Regions from separate parts of the Mus musculus genome. Here regions 2 and 3 are each linked to region 1. A link is a contact called in public Hi-C and HiChIP or PLAC-seq data. All regions are on one chromosome and are shown on one strand. Each heading gives the region's core, a stretch centred on a gene start, on an enhancer-like site or on the middle of the called end of the contact. The rest is flanking DNA. Distances are from core to core; before and after follow the strand shown.

Evidence for each region. Hi-C and Micro-C count contacts between places; a contact is called where the count stands out from the background. HiChIP or PLAC-seq counts read pairs in DNA pulled down with a chosen protein or histone mark.
Region 2: a contact with region 1 is called in a BATF HiChIP or PLAC-seq map of CD8 T cells, with 6 read pairs. The contact joins two enhancer-like sites. A contact is called at or near these places in 2 of 15 datasets of contacts at CTCF or cohesin (the NIH/3T3 cell line and pro-B cells), 7 of 484 Hi-C or Micro-C datasets (CD4 T cells, Th1 cells, embryonic fibroblasts and 2 more) and 3 of 115 datasets of contacts at active chromatin or transcription factors (CD8 T cells, Th17 cells and Th2 cells).
Region 3: a Hi-C map of CD8 T cells shows a contact between it and region 1, with 5 times the contacts expected there. The contact joins two enhancer-like sites. A contact is called at or near these places in 4 of 15 datasets of contacts at CTCF or cohesin (the NIH/3T3 cell line, large pre-B cells, stem cell-derived epiblast-like cells and 1 more), 17 of 484 Hi-C or Micro-C datasets (CD4 T cells, CD4 single positive thymocytes, CD8 T cells and 7 more) and 19 of 115 datasets of contacts at active chromatin or transcription factors (CD4 T cells, CD4 single positive thymocytes, CD8 T cells and 13 more).

What each region holds. Positions count from the first base shown.
Region 1 is chr9:32,588,540-32,592,574 of GRCm38.p6, reverse strand. No RefSeq gene overlaps it. Among named protein-coding and RNA genes, the nearest start is that of Gm31871, 3.9 kb to the left of the region's middle. Within about 2 kb of position 1,779, at least 9 of the 459 cell types and tissues checked have an H3K27ac peak or open chromatin away from gene starts, as enhancers often do. A contact at or near this core is called in CD8 T cells, Th1 cells and regulatory T cells, where this site is marked.
Region 2 is chr9:33,005,743-33,009,777 of GRCm38.p6, reverse strand. No RefSeq gene overlaps it. Among named protein-coding and RNA genes, the nearest start is that of Gm27166, 24 kb to the left of the region's middle. Within about 2 kb of position 2,122, at least 21 of the 459 cell types and tissues checked have an H3K27ac peak or open chromatin away from gene starts, as enhancers often do. A contact at or near this core is called in CD8 T cells and Th1 cells, where this site is marked.
Region 3 is chr9:32,914,085-32,918,119 of GRCm38.p6, reverse strand. The region is part of intron 1 of Gm27162 (predicted gene 27162); the gene reads left to right. Among named protein-coding and RNA genes, the nearest start is that of Gm27162, 13 kb to the left of the region's middle. Within about 2 kb of position 2,264, at least 31 of the 459 cell types and tissues checked have an H3K27ac peak or open chromatin away from gene starts, as enhancers often do. A contact at or near this core is called in CD8 T cells and regulatory T cells, where this site is marked.

The sequences.
Region 1 (4,035 bases), core at 530-3,029:
GCTCGAGGATCCCAAAGTGGATGTGGTAATGCCCCAGGTGGATAAAGGCTGGCATTTTGAGACAGTTGGCTTCTCCTGGTGACAGCTACCTAGGGAAGACACTCAATTTAGAAACTCAGCTTTGGTGAATAAGCAAAGGAAAAATAATTCTAATTACTTCCCAGGGTTGCTGTGTTCCCTGGCAGGCTGCATTCCTGCTAGCATTAAAAGGAGTTAAACATTTGTTTTATCCTGTCATGGAGAGACAAGCTCTAAGACACCTTCCCTGACAAGGTTAAAGCTGCCGCCTGCCCTTGACGCTGTCTTCAGAGTTGCTGTGTGTCTTGTTGCTGCTTTTTGTGTTTTGTTTTGTTTTAAGACCGTTTTGTATCTTTCTCTATCAAGTACGCTGAGCAAAACAAAGGAAAAACCACAGGTTGCAATAACCTTGACTTCTGAAAAGTCCTCTGGTTCCTGCAGTAGAGCGAGTTTGTTTTTTGAGATCTGTTTTGTCACAAAGATAAAAGTCTCAGCAGTTAGCGTTTCAGCCCTTTGAGTTTGTCTTTCTCATCCTGTGAAATTTCAAATTGTACTGTGGAGTGTAGTAGCCTGGAACTTGAAGAACATGGCTCAATGGCGCCCTCTTAAGGCCAAGAAGGAGAGGTACAGGAAAAGAGGATACGGTGTCTAGAGCATGCCTGGCCAGCCAGGGTAAGTTCCCACGTAGGCAGGATCCGCTGCTCCCTGTGTAACAAAACCGAGCAGCTGCATTAGTCATCCAGTCCAGACACACCGTGCAGATGTGGGTGCTCCCGCCACACAGTTGAGAAGGGGTTGGGCTTAGGCATTAAACAGGCCTTGGATTCAAGTCCCGCACAGGGTTGTTACTTAGCCTCTTTGACTCAGTTTCTCTCTTTACATGATATAAAATATTATGAGCATTAAGATAGGAGCATCCTTTGCTCTCTTTTGGAAATTGGTTCTAGGACCACCACCCAGGCCTCTCAAAGAGTAAAGTCCATACCCGGTTCCAAATGCTTTAAACAACGTAACCGCTGTGTAGATAGCTGTTACACAGTAGTGTTTAGAGAACTATAACAACACACCCAGTTACTACAGATAAAGTATCCCAGGCCAGGCTGAAGAGTGTACAGAGCCATGTCTGGGGGGGTGGGGGGCTGTCTATTCTCTCTCTCTCTCTCTCTCTCTCTCTCTCTCTCTCTCTCTCTCTTTCTCTCTCTCTCTCCCTCTCTCTCTCTCCTTGCCATTTATTTGCTCTCAACATGCACCGAACTATTTCATTCTCACAGACCCTGTGATCTATGGTGTATTATTATCTACTTTATAACAACAAGAAACCAGGCCCATGGTGAGTTGATAGTTACCCCATCTCATAGTTGGCACAGGCAGGCTTGAGTCCGGGTGGTATGGCCTGGAGACCCAACAACCCTGCGCATAGGACTCCTGCTCACTGGCAGACTGCCCTTCTGCTGGGAGAGCAAAGAAGAAACAGTGTGGCTGGCCTGGCATAAAATAATTAATAGGAACTTGAGTTAGACTCTGGTTCTTGATAGGTCATTTCCAGAAGAGGCAGGTCCTTGGGTCCATCTGTGCTGTCTCGTGCAATAGGGCTTCTTTCATTGATAAAGGTAAACAATATTTTGTTGTAAGTATCTACCACATTTGATTGCTCTATTTAGCTGTCAAAAATAGTTAGGCTATTTTTCACCCCTTAGCCACTGTCAACGATGCTGTAAGAACCATGAAAATGCAGTGCTAGTTCTCTACAAGATGCTGACGTCAGCTCCTCTGGGAAAAGGCCCTGGAGCAGATTCTTCCCTGGGTCTCCGTTAGTTTTAGGTTGCCATGGCAGCGGCATCTTTCTGCATCCCCATCAACAGTGCAAAGGTTCCAATTGCCCATACCCTCAACAATGTTTATTCTTGTTTTGATAATGCTGTCTGACAGGTGTATGATATTTTCTCATCGTGAGGGAAGAATACAGGAATGAAATGTCATATTGACAATGTAAAAAACCAGTAAATGATATTTGGACAGTCTGCATGCTGTCCAAATCTGACTTTAAAAATATATATATCAATATACCCTAACTACAAATTCTTAGTATTTTTTTATTATTCAAAATTCCTTATTGGTATTTACCCTCAGAAGTTGGAGGGGGCAATCAGTTCCGAAAGCACTTCCTACCTAGATATGCTATTCGTGTTTCTTTAAAAAGTGAGCCCCTCTGGGCATGGTGCATTTTTATGAAAAGGCTAGGTAAGTTTGGGGTAGGAGGACAGAGCTGAAAAGTCTGTCGTCTTTGTGGATAGGGGAAGCCACATTTAAAGGGCATTTTTTCTTCAGAAAGAGACCTCTTAGAACAGAAGTTCAAGCAAGAACATTCTTTCAGCTAAAGGCCTCTCTCCTCCTACTGACTGGCTCCATCCCTTGACAAAGACACGAACTCTGCTTTGTAGCGACCCCTGCTGGCCATATGCACGTGGTACAATGTAGCCAACTACCCGTTCCTCCTGAGATGCTGATAAAAAACAGAGGCCAGCATATAGGCAGCCCCTCCTAGTCTCTTCTGCCTTCTGAGTTCTGGACTATCGTGAGTTAAGAGAAACCTTCCTGGTCGCCCAGCCTTTTGCCTAGGAGCTGCTAAGGACAGAGATGGGCAGACACGAACCCTTCCCCCTAGACGTTTAGAGATGACTACAGAAGAGAGGGTATCATGCATGCTAGAGCGTGGCATTGCAGCGAAGAGGGGGCCCCCATATATAAGCACTAGAACGTTGGCAGAAGAGGCGCTGTGTGAGCTTCTCTGGAGCACTGAAGCAGAGAGTGTGCCGAGGTCTAAGGAGGACGCATGCTGGGGGGGGGGGGGACACACACACGACAGGGCTCCCGCTGAGGTGGGAACAGTGGTATGGGAAGGTTTCCTCTGCGCTTCTAAGGCTCCTCCTCCTGATGATGTTTAAAGCAGAGCTCTCCTCTTCCGAGAATAAGGAACATGAGTGAGGTGGGCTTTCAGAACCCTCACTAAGGAAGAGGTTGGCTACGCCCCTCCCAGAGACCCTTGGCTTCTCTGTTAAGACACCATTTGTCACTTCTTTGCTCAAGACTGTTGGGTGCAGTAATGACCACAAGGGCAGTCTAGGGAGGCAGGTAAGTTCTTTTCATCTAAAGCTGGTGGGAAAAAAAATCTCTATCCTCATCCCATGGGATTTTGGGTTCTATTAGAATCCAGTTCAGAGATGACTTACAACAAAGCAAAAAAACCAAAAAAACAAAAACAAAAACAAAAAACAACCCAAAAAAACAAAAAAAATTACAAAAAAAACAAAAAAACAAAACAAACAAACAAAAACAAGTGAATTAATTGGATGTTAACAATAGTGTTCCTCGGTTCTCCTTGAAATCATTTAAAATGTTTAAGGGCAGCTAATGTTCATCAGTCATATTGGGTGCACCTTGTGATGGACAACTGAGCCATAAGAAGTGACAAGTGTCAGAGGAGAGTCTTGGACTTCTTTCTAGCATCTTTGTTACTTTCAAATGTCCATAACAATGTCCCCAAATGGAATCATCAAGCTATGCCCCAGCTCAAATAAGGTTCAGCCATTACACACGGGTAAATCCTTAACTGTGTAGGGAGTCAGGGGACTGCTCTTGACTCTGTGGGGCTGGGCTCAGCCTCTTGTTACCTGAACAGACAGTGTGAACACAGAGGAAAGTAAACAGCCCTTTGCACGTTAAGGACCAATATGGATATAGTAATGGATTCCTCCAAACCTCAGCAGCTGAGTCGATTTACAGCTGGGAAATTAGACAAAGCTCACAACTCCCCGAGCTGGCTGCTTGCCCCTTAAACACTACCTGACTGTCACCAGCCCAGGAAGAAATCAAGTGGCCTCCTGGCCTCAAAATCTCCCAGGGTGTTCAAGGGCTCCAGGCAAGGAAACGTGACCTTCCCTAGACCCCCAGCCCCCAGATCTCCAAAATGTTCATCTGGTAGAGCAAAGACAAAGCTTCTGAGAGCCTTTTTTTCTG
Region 2 (4,035 bases), core at 873-3,372, 420 kb before region 1:
GTTCTGAGCCCCATTTTTTAATGGGGTTATTTGATTTTCTGAAGTCCACCTTCTTGAGTTCTTTATATATGTTGAATATTAGTCCCCTATCTGATTTAGGATAGGTAAAGATCCTTTCCCAATCTGTTGGTGGTCTTTTTGTATTATTGACAGTGTCTTTTGCCTTGCAGAAAAAATGGGGCTCAGAACTGAACAAAGAATTCTCACCTGAGGAATACCAAAAGGCAGAGAAGCACCTGAAAAAATGTTCAACATCCTTAATCATCAGGGAAATGCAAATCAAAACAACCCTGAGATTCTACCTCACACCAGTCAGAATGGCTAAGATCAAAAATTCAGGTGACAGCAGATGCTGGCGTGGATGTGGAGAAAGAGGAACACTCCTCCATTGTTGGTGGGATTGCAAGCTTGTACAACCACTCTGGAAATCAGTCTGGCGGTTCCTCAGAAAATTGGATATAGTACTACCGGAGGATCCAGTAATACCTCTCCTGGGCATATATCCAGAAGATGCCCCAACTGGTAAGAAGGACACATGCTCCACTGTCTTCATAGCAGCCTTATTTATAATAGCCAGAAGCTGGAAAGAACCCAGATGCCCCTCAACAGAGGAATGGATACAGAAAATGTGGTACATCTACACAATGGAGTACTACTCAGCTATTAAAAAGAATGAATTTATGAAATTCCTAGCCAAATGGATGGACCTGGAGGGCATCATCCTGACTGAGGTAACACATTCACAAAGGAACTCACACAATATGTACTCACTGATAAGTGGATATTAGCCCAAAACCTAGGATACCCAAGATATAAGATACAATTTCCTAAACACATGAAACTCAAGAAAAATGAAGACTGAAGTGTGGACACTATGCCCCTCCTTAGAAGTGGGAACAAAACACCCTTGGAAGGAGTTACAGAGACAAAGTTTGGAGCTGAGATGAAAGGATGGACCATGTAGAGACTGCCATATCCAGGGATCCACCCCATAATCAGCATCCAAACGCTGACACCATTGCATACACTAGCAAGATTTTATCGAAAGGACCCAGATGTAGCTGTCTCTTGTGAGACTATGCCGGGGCCTAGCAAACACAGAAGTGGATGCTCACAGTCAGCTAATGGATGGATCACAGGGCTCCCAATGGAGGAGCTAGAGAAAGTACCCAAGGAGCTAAAGGGATCTGCAACCCTATAGGTGGAACAACATTATGAACTAACCAGTACCCCGGAGCTCTTGACTCTAGCTGCATATGTATCAAAAGATGGCCTAGTCGGCCATCACTGGAAAGAGAGGCCCATTGGACACGCAAACTTTATATGCCCCAGTACAGGGGAACGCCAGGGCCAAAAAGGGGGAGTGGGTGGGTAGGGGAGTGGGGGTGGGTGGCTATGGGGGACTTTTGGTATACCATTGGAAATGTAAATGAGCTAAATACCTAATAAAAAATGGAAAAGAAAAAAAGTGCACTTTGGATTATACCTCTTAGTTTCCTTAAATCTGGTTTTAATGGCATTAAAGTGACCCAATTTATGACATTATACAGAAGTGTAAGGAAAACTGACAAAATGCTGGGAGGATGCCAATGCTCAAAAGCAGGGGCAGTTACAAAGCCAGGGTCTTGAGATGCCCAATGATTATGGAGACCTGTTCCACCCACAAGTCAATGATCTGATGGTCCAGATTTCCAAAGGATGCCCACTCTAGTCTGAAAGACTTGGAAAATATGCCAGAATCTTCCACCGTCAGATACTCTCCACACATTCACTGCTGTACACTAAATCTCTCTCTGAAGGACAGAGGTAAATGAGCCAAATATGGCAAGATTTAAACTGTGGTGCAAAGGAAGTGTGGGTGTTTGCAAAACCACATTTTGCTCACCTCACAGGCCTTCGACCTTTGGGGGGTGACTTTCAATTTGTCCTCTTACCTCCATGCTCATGCTGATTTAGAGAGGTGGGGGGGGGGCACTTCCCCAAGGACTCTGTGTCAAAGCACAGGAGATGGATTAGAGGTAATTAAGCCCATACTAGAAACTCAGCTGTCATTGGGACCTTTTGGCTATGTGGGCTCTTCAACAAGAACACTGGTAAATAATTGAGCTCTGGTTCAGAGTCCAGGGTCAAGGGTCAGACTTAAAACTGAAAGCAAAATGGAATGAAGCTGATATGTATGCCATTACCTTAACCCCAGTCGGGATGGGATGGAGATTCTTAGAGAACAAGATCAGAGGAGACTTCTTCCCAAGCTCTCCAGGAAGCAGCTCCATCTAGCATGGGCTTCATTTCTTTCCTCCTCCATGTCTAATATCTACCTAGGCAGAAACATTAATGGCATAGTTTCCAGTGAAAAGTTTGGTTATTTATGTGCATAGAAACATAATCATGAAAAGTTATTATTTCCCTAAGTTTTGCTCTCAAAGACAGGTATTTTCAGACCCACATAGGAAAAAAAAAAAAAAAAGCCTTTTGGTGAGAAGCCAGAGGGTTAAGTGAGCACTCTACTCCCTCTATCTGAGTTAAGACCAGCTCTACTGCTTCAATGATGTGAAGTATGTGAAGGAACCATTTGGTTCTGTTGAGCAGACATTGTATATCAAAGCAGATACTAAAGAAGTAAAAAACAAAGCAAGCAAACTGTATAAATCAAGATTCTCTAAAGCAACCAATGTGATAGAACAAATATGGTGTGTATTTGAGTAGCTTACAGACCTTGTCTCACTATGCTTAATAATACTGTCTCCAGAAGGAAAGTCCAAAATCCAGTAGTTGCTCAGACCTTGAGACTGGTTGTCTCACATGGTCTTCAGTATACACTGGAATCCCAAAGAAGTAGGCTCTAATACCAGTAACGGAATGGAATTTCCAGCCAGAGTAAAGGCAAGCAGACAGAGAAAAGGGGCTTTATTCTTCATGTCTTGTTAGCTGCTACCAGAAGGTGTGGCCCAGACCAAAGGTTGATAACTACCCCAAGTGATTCAATCGAGAAAAACCCCTAATAGGCATACCCAGATGCTTGGGTTTTAGTTCATTCCAGATGTGGTCAAGTTGACAATCAATAATAGCCATCACAAATCGATCCCTTGTCAACCTGACAGAAAATTGAATCTCCTTCCATTATACTTAATTTCAAAATTAAAACAGTAACCAGGTCATAATTATGCCTAACTTGATATAATCATGTTGAGCCTAGATAAGAGCCTTGCTCCAATTTATGAAGAACAGAGAATCACAAGGACAAAGAGCTGTTTAAAGTTTGATTCCACATTGTTTTATAACTCTGCTCTGAGGTCAGAGCCTGCTTTAGTTACTTGTCTCATTATGCAACAAAGCACCTAGTGAAAGACACTTAAAGAAGGAAGGATATCCCATGATGAGAAAGTTGTGGTGACAGGAACTTGAGACAGATGGTTTCACTCACAGACAGAAAGCATAGAGGAATGAATGCTAGTGTTTGGTTTGATTTCCTTTCTTATTCACCCTGGGCCTCTAGTCCATGATATGGTGCTAGCCACAGTTAAGGTAGATCTTTATACCTAATTAACCTAATCCAGATAATCCTTCAAAGTCATGCTCAGACGTTAACCCAATCTAGATAGAGGCTTGTCTTTTCTAGTGGCGTCTGGAGATGAAGATCTCAGACTGTGGGTATTGACCCCTTGTGAAGGTCAAACAGCCCTTCACAGGGGTAACATATTCAGATATCCTGCATATCAAATACTTACATTGGGATTTATAACATTAGGAATTTACAGTTATGAAGTCACAGCTGAATTCATTTTATGGTTGTGGGGCACTACAACATGAGGAAGTGTATTAAAGGGTTAAAGCATTAAGATGATTGAGAGCCACTGAACTAGTCTGTAAATCAATATTAACCAGCATGGGGACCTAGCAAATTTCATTTAAAATCAGCATCATGGTCCTTATACATAGAAGGAGATTTTTGGGTGGTGTGGACAGCTGTGCCACCTATACATCAAGTAGCTAAAATTGTCTGAAGCCTACTAAAATAACACCTAAACAGAATGC
Region 3 (4,035 bases), core at 1,015-3,514, 330 kb before region 1:
GATGGGTTTTATCATTTTTCAAAAGTGGATCTAATCAAAGAATTCCATCTGAACAAATTTATCCACAGCCTAGTGACACCCATAAATTTAGTCTGGAGGTATTACACATAACCCATCAGTGTGATCTCAAGAAGATTGTATACTGAGCCTTATCTTTGAGGAATTCATAGGTAAGAGAAGGCATGTAGCTGTTGATTTCAACATCATATGGTAAATTCTAATTATCTCTTAAAAAGAAGCGTTGAGTGTAATTTGATGAACCAAGGAAAGGAAGCAGATCTAGCTGGTTCTGTGTGTGTGTGTGTGTGTGTGTGTGTGTGTGTGTGTGTGTGTGTGTGTGTGTTTAGGGTGAGGCAAGAGGAGAGATAATCAGGGGGAACTTTAAGAATTATGCTATTGATTTCTTAATAATGAGATCTTCATTTCTCATCACCATCTACAACAGAAACACTGTGTTTAAAAGAGTTCCCTTCTCGCTTCTCTGGACTTTCACTATAACAGTCTCCAGTCTGATTGTGCTAATAAAGTATAATGACAACACGGAGATTAGAAAACATGATGGAGATTTTCTGTGTTCCTCTCCTATCTAAAAAACCCTCTGTCACCCAGAACTAAAAATACTAAAATGGAAGATAGAAAACCTGAATCCCCTCCCTCTCCTTGGCTAAAATGACATGACTGACTCCATCTCTCATCCCAGTCAGGCAAGGATCTTGTTCTCTACTTCTTTGAATTATCAGAAGAGCTGGACGGCATCCTGAGATAGTCTTCATGCTCCCTGCAACATTCTCCCAGGGCTCAGCCTTACAGAAGATGGAAGGCCTTTTAGTAAAGCAAAAAGACAGGCCAAACTTCTTAAGAACATGACAAATGTTCAAATTTTGTCATGTTTTATCTGGTATTAAAAGCTTGTAGAAATTTCTTCAATCAGGAAACAGTTTCTGGGTCCTACCACAGATTAGAACCAAAAGTTAAAATTCAACTTCCTATGTAAGGCATAGATAAATGACTAGTGTTACTGGAGAAGGAGTAACAGCTAGGCTAATCTTGATGGTTTTTTATCAAGCAGATGATTAAGAAGCAACAGCTAAGTTTTTGGCTTATAGTCTTGGCTTGGATCCAACACTTGATATAGCAAAAACTAATAAATAAGGGCTGGTGAGACGAATCAATGGCTAAAGGCATCTGTCCCCATGCCTGACAACCCATGTGGTGGAAAGACAGAACTGACTGCACACATTGTCCTTTGATCTACACATGTGTACCTGGGCATGCAGGCACGCGTACACACACACACACACACACACACACACACACACACACTTGTAACAAAATACAGTAAACTATGTTTAAATGTAACTGTTGACTATTTAAATAAATTTATATAATATTTAAATGTTTCAACTTTACAAACATTATTAAGTAACTCATTCTATCTTAAAATTACCTCCATGATTATATACTAAATTCAGAAAATTCATTTATAACTTGGATTCATACCAACAAAGACGAAAAGACATGTTCTTAATATGATGAATAAACTATAACCTCTCATATTCCTGTAATTGTCTTGACTGCTCAGAAACCCAGGCAGTGCTAAAGCTCAAAGTAACTTCACCAGCCTGTGCATCTGTGTCTTCTTAGGCGTGTGCTCTACAGATTTCTATCATGAGAAGATTTTCAGAGCATTTTGCTCCCAGCTGCAGATTTACAATACTACCAGCGTATTGACAATTCTAAGACACCAAACAAGAAATGCTTTTACTCTTTTTGCTCATCTCTTCCTAAATGGAGGCATCCACAGAACCCACCTCCACCTGATACCTTTTATCCCAGATCACATGAAATCAAAACATTAGCAACCTTGTTATGGTTGGTTTCTTTCTTCTCCTGGTCTAGGTTATTTTTTGGTTTTCTTCTTTCTGTATCTACTTAGGATGCACAAATTAAAACATAAACAACAAACTGTGGACATGGGTCTGTGTGTGTGTGTGTGTGTGTGTGTGTGTGTGTGTGTGTGCGTGTGCATGCTCACACACATATGCACATATGGAGAGTGGCAGAGGGGATTAGAGAGAGGAGAAATCAGTTCTCCTCTGCAGCTCTATTCTTGTCCCAGTGGCTATCTTTGTGTACTGTGCTGTGTGTATATTTGTTAAAAATCAGGTCACCGTTTCAGTTAGGCTGCCCCACTATTGGTCCCCAGTTGTTCCTGGCAGGGCTGTACATGAACAAGAGCCTTCTAGGGAAAACCCAAAGTCTTTCAGGAAGTGGTCTGTGATGGTGTGCTATAGTAACTGATGAGTTTCCTTCTGAGTCAGGGATACCACAAGGGGGTCCCCAGGAATTGACATCTCTCTGAGAAGATAGAAAGATATTCTGAGACTGAAGTCATGACTGCCTCTTCTGTAGCTAAGGACCCTGGAGATTAATAGAATACCAACCAGATCTGAGTCCAGTTCCTCCGCACTCCAAACGCCTCTCACTTCTTATTGCTACCCTTGTCTGCAGCACCTGTGGCCTTTGCTTTTGGTTTCAGCTCCTTTACTCTGAAAGGCAGGCCCGCAGACTGCATCTCCTTGTCATGGAGGTACCTGTTGGACACATTTTACATTTGCTCCAAAAGCTTTCCTGTGAAAACACTCAGCTAAAAATACTTTTGGAGAACATAGTCTGCATGAACAACAGGAGCCAACCCTTCTCCAACATGGAAAGGCCTTTAGCTCCCTCCTTCCACTGTCTCCAGGCACACAGTCCTCTAAGACACCTCTGGTGTCTTATAAGAAATTAATATGGCTGCATGGAGGCTAGTCCTCATGATTTTGTCAAACTCATGAGCAAAATAATTGTAAAATGAAAATAAACAGGTGTGCTTACACCTTGCATTTCTTCTTTAGGCAGTGTATATCTAAAAAAAAAATAATAATAATAATAAAAAGAATCTAATGATGGCCATGAGCAACTTCATGGTCAAGTAAAGCCTAGGAAGTGTGTGGTTCTTAATAAAAAAAAATGAGTTGAGTAAATAAAGAAATAGACTCACAACAGTGTCTTCAGAAACTACCAACATTGGTGTTTTACTTAGGCAAGAAAAAAAAAAATCCAGGACATTAAATAATTAGGTCACCCACTATCACCCAAAGAAGTGCTTCCTCAAGAGAAACACACATCTTGCCCAGCAAAGCCAAAGTGTGAGTCTTCTGGTCTGTACCAGTGGCAGGACACGGTAGATACCACCTGAATAAGCGGGCCCTTGCTAAGTGACATAAGTCATATCCTATAGGACAAACACTGCAAGAATCTACATAGATCAGGTATTCAGAAGAGGTGTGAAGATTAATTCAACATGTACAGGAAGAAAATAGAATGGCAGTTAGTTACCAGGCACTGTGTAGATGGGTAGAATTGGGAGTTGGTATTACATGAGTGCAGAGTTTCAGTTTGGGGATGTGATATAGAATAGATCTGCAGATGACCATGGCAGTGGCTGCATTACACTGTCATGCACTCAGTGCCACGGATTTAGGCCCTGTAAAATGGTAAGGCAGTAAATTTAATTTCATGTATAATTTAAAACTTAGGGAAAGAGGACTGGAAAGAAGGCATTAGAGAGTGCAAGCTGTCACACCAGTATTTGGATCCCTACACGTAGGTGACAAGCAGGCAACACGCAAATGCCCAGTATCTAACTCCAAAGGATCTGACACTCCTACCTGACCAGGGAATGTGTACAGGCATATGCACCCACATATGCACAGGCATTCACACACATATACAAATAAATGGCTACATCTCTTTTTAAAATTCAAGGTAAGTGGTTAAGGGTTAAGGTTATATATAATATTCTAAAACTAATATCTGCAATTTCTTTACAAATATAAATTTATTTTCCCCTAATCACAAAAAGGTTTATTTAACACATCACACACACACACACACACACACACACACACACACACACACACACACACACCGGAGTGACAGAGACATACACACAGAGAGAATGAGAAAAACACATTCCTGGATTTCACACTA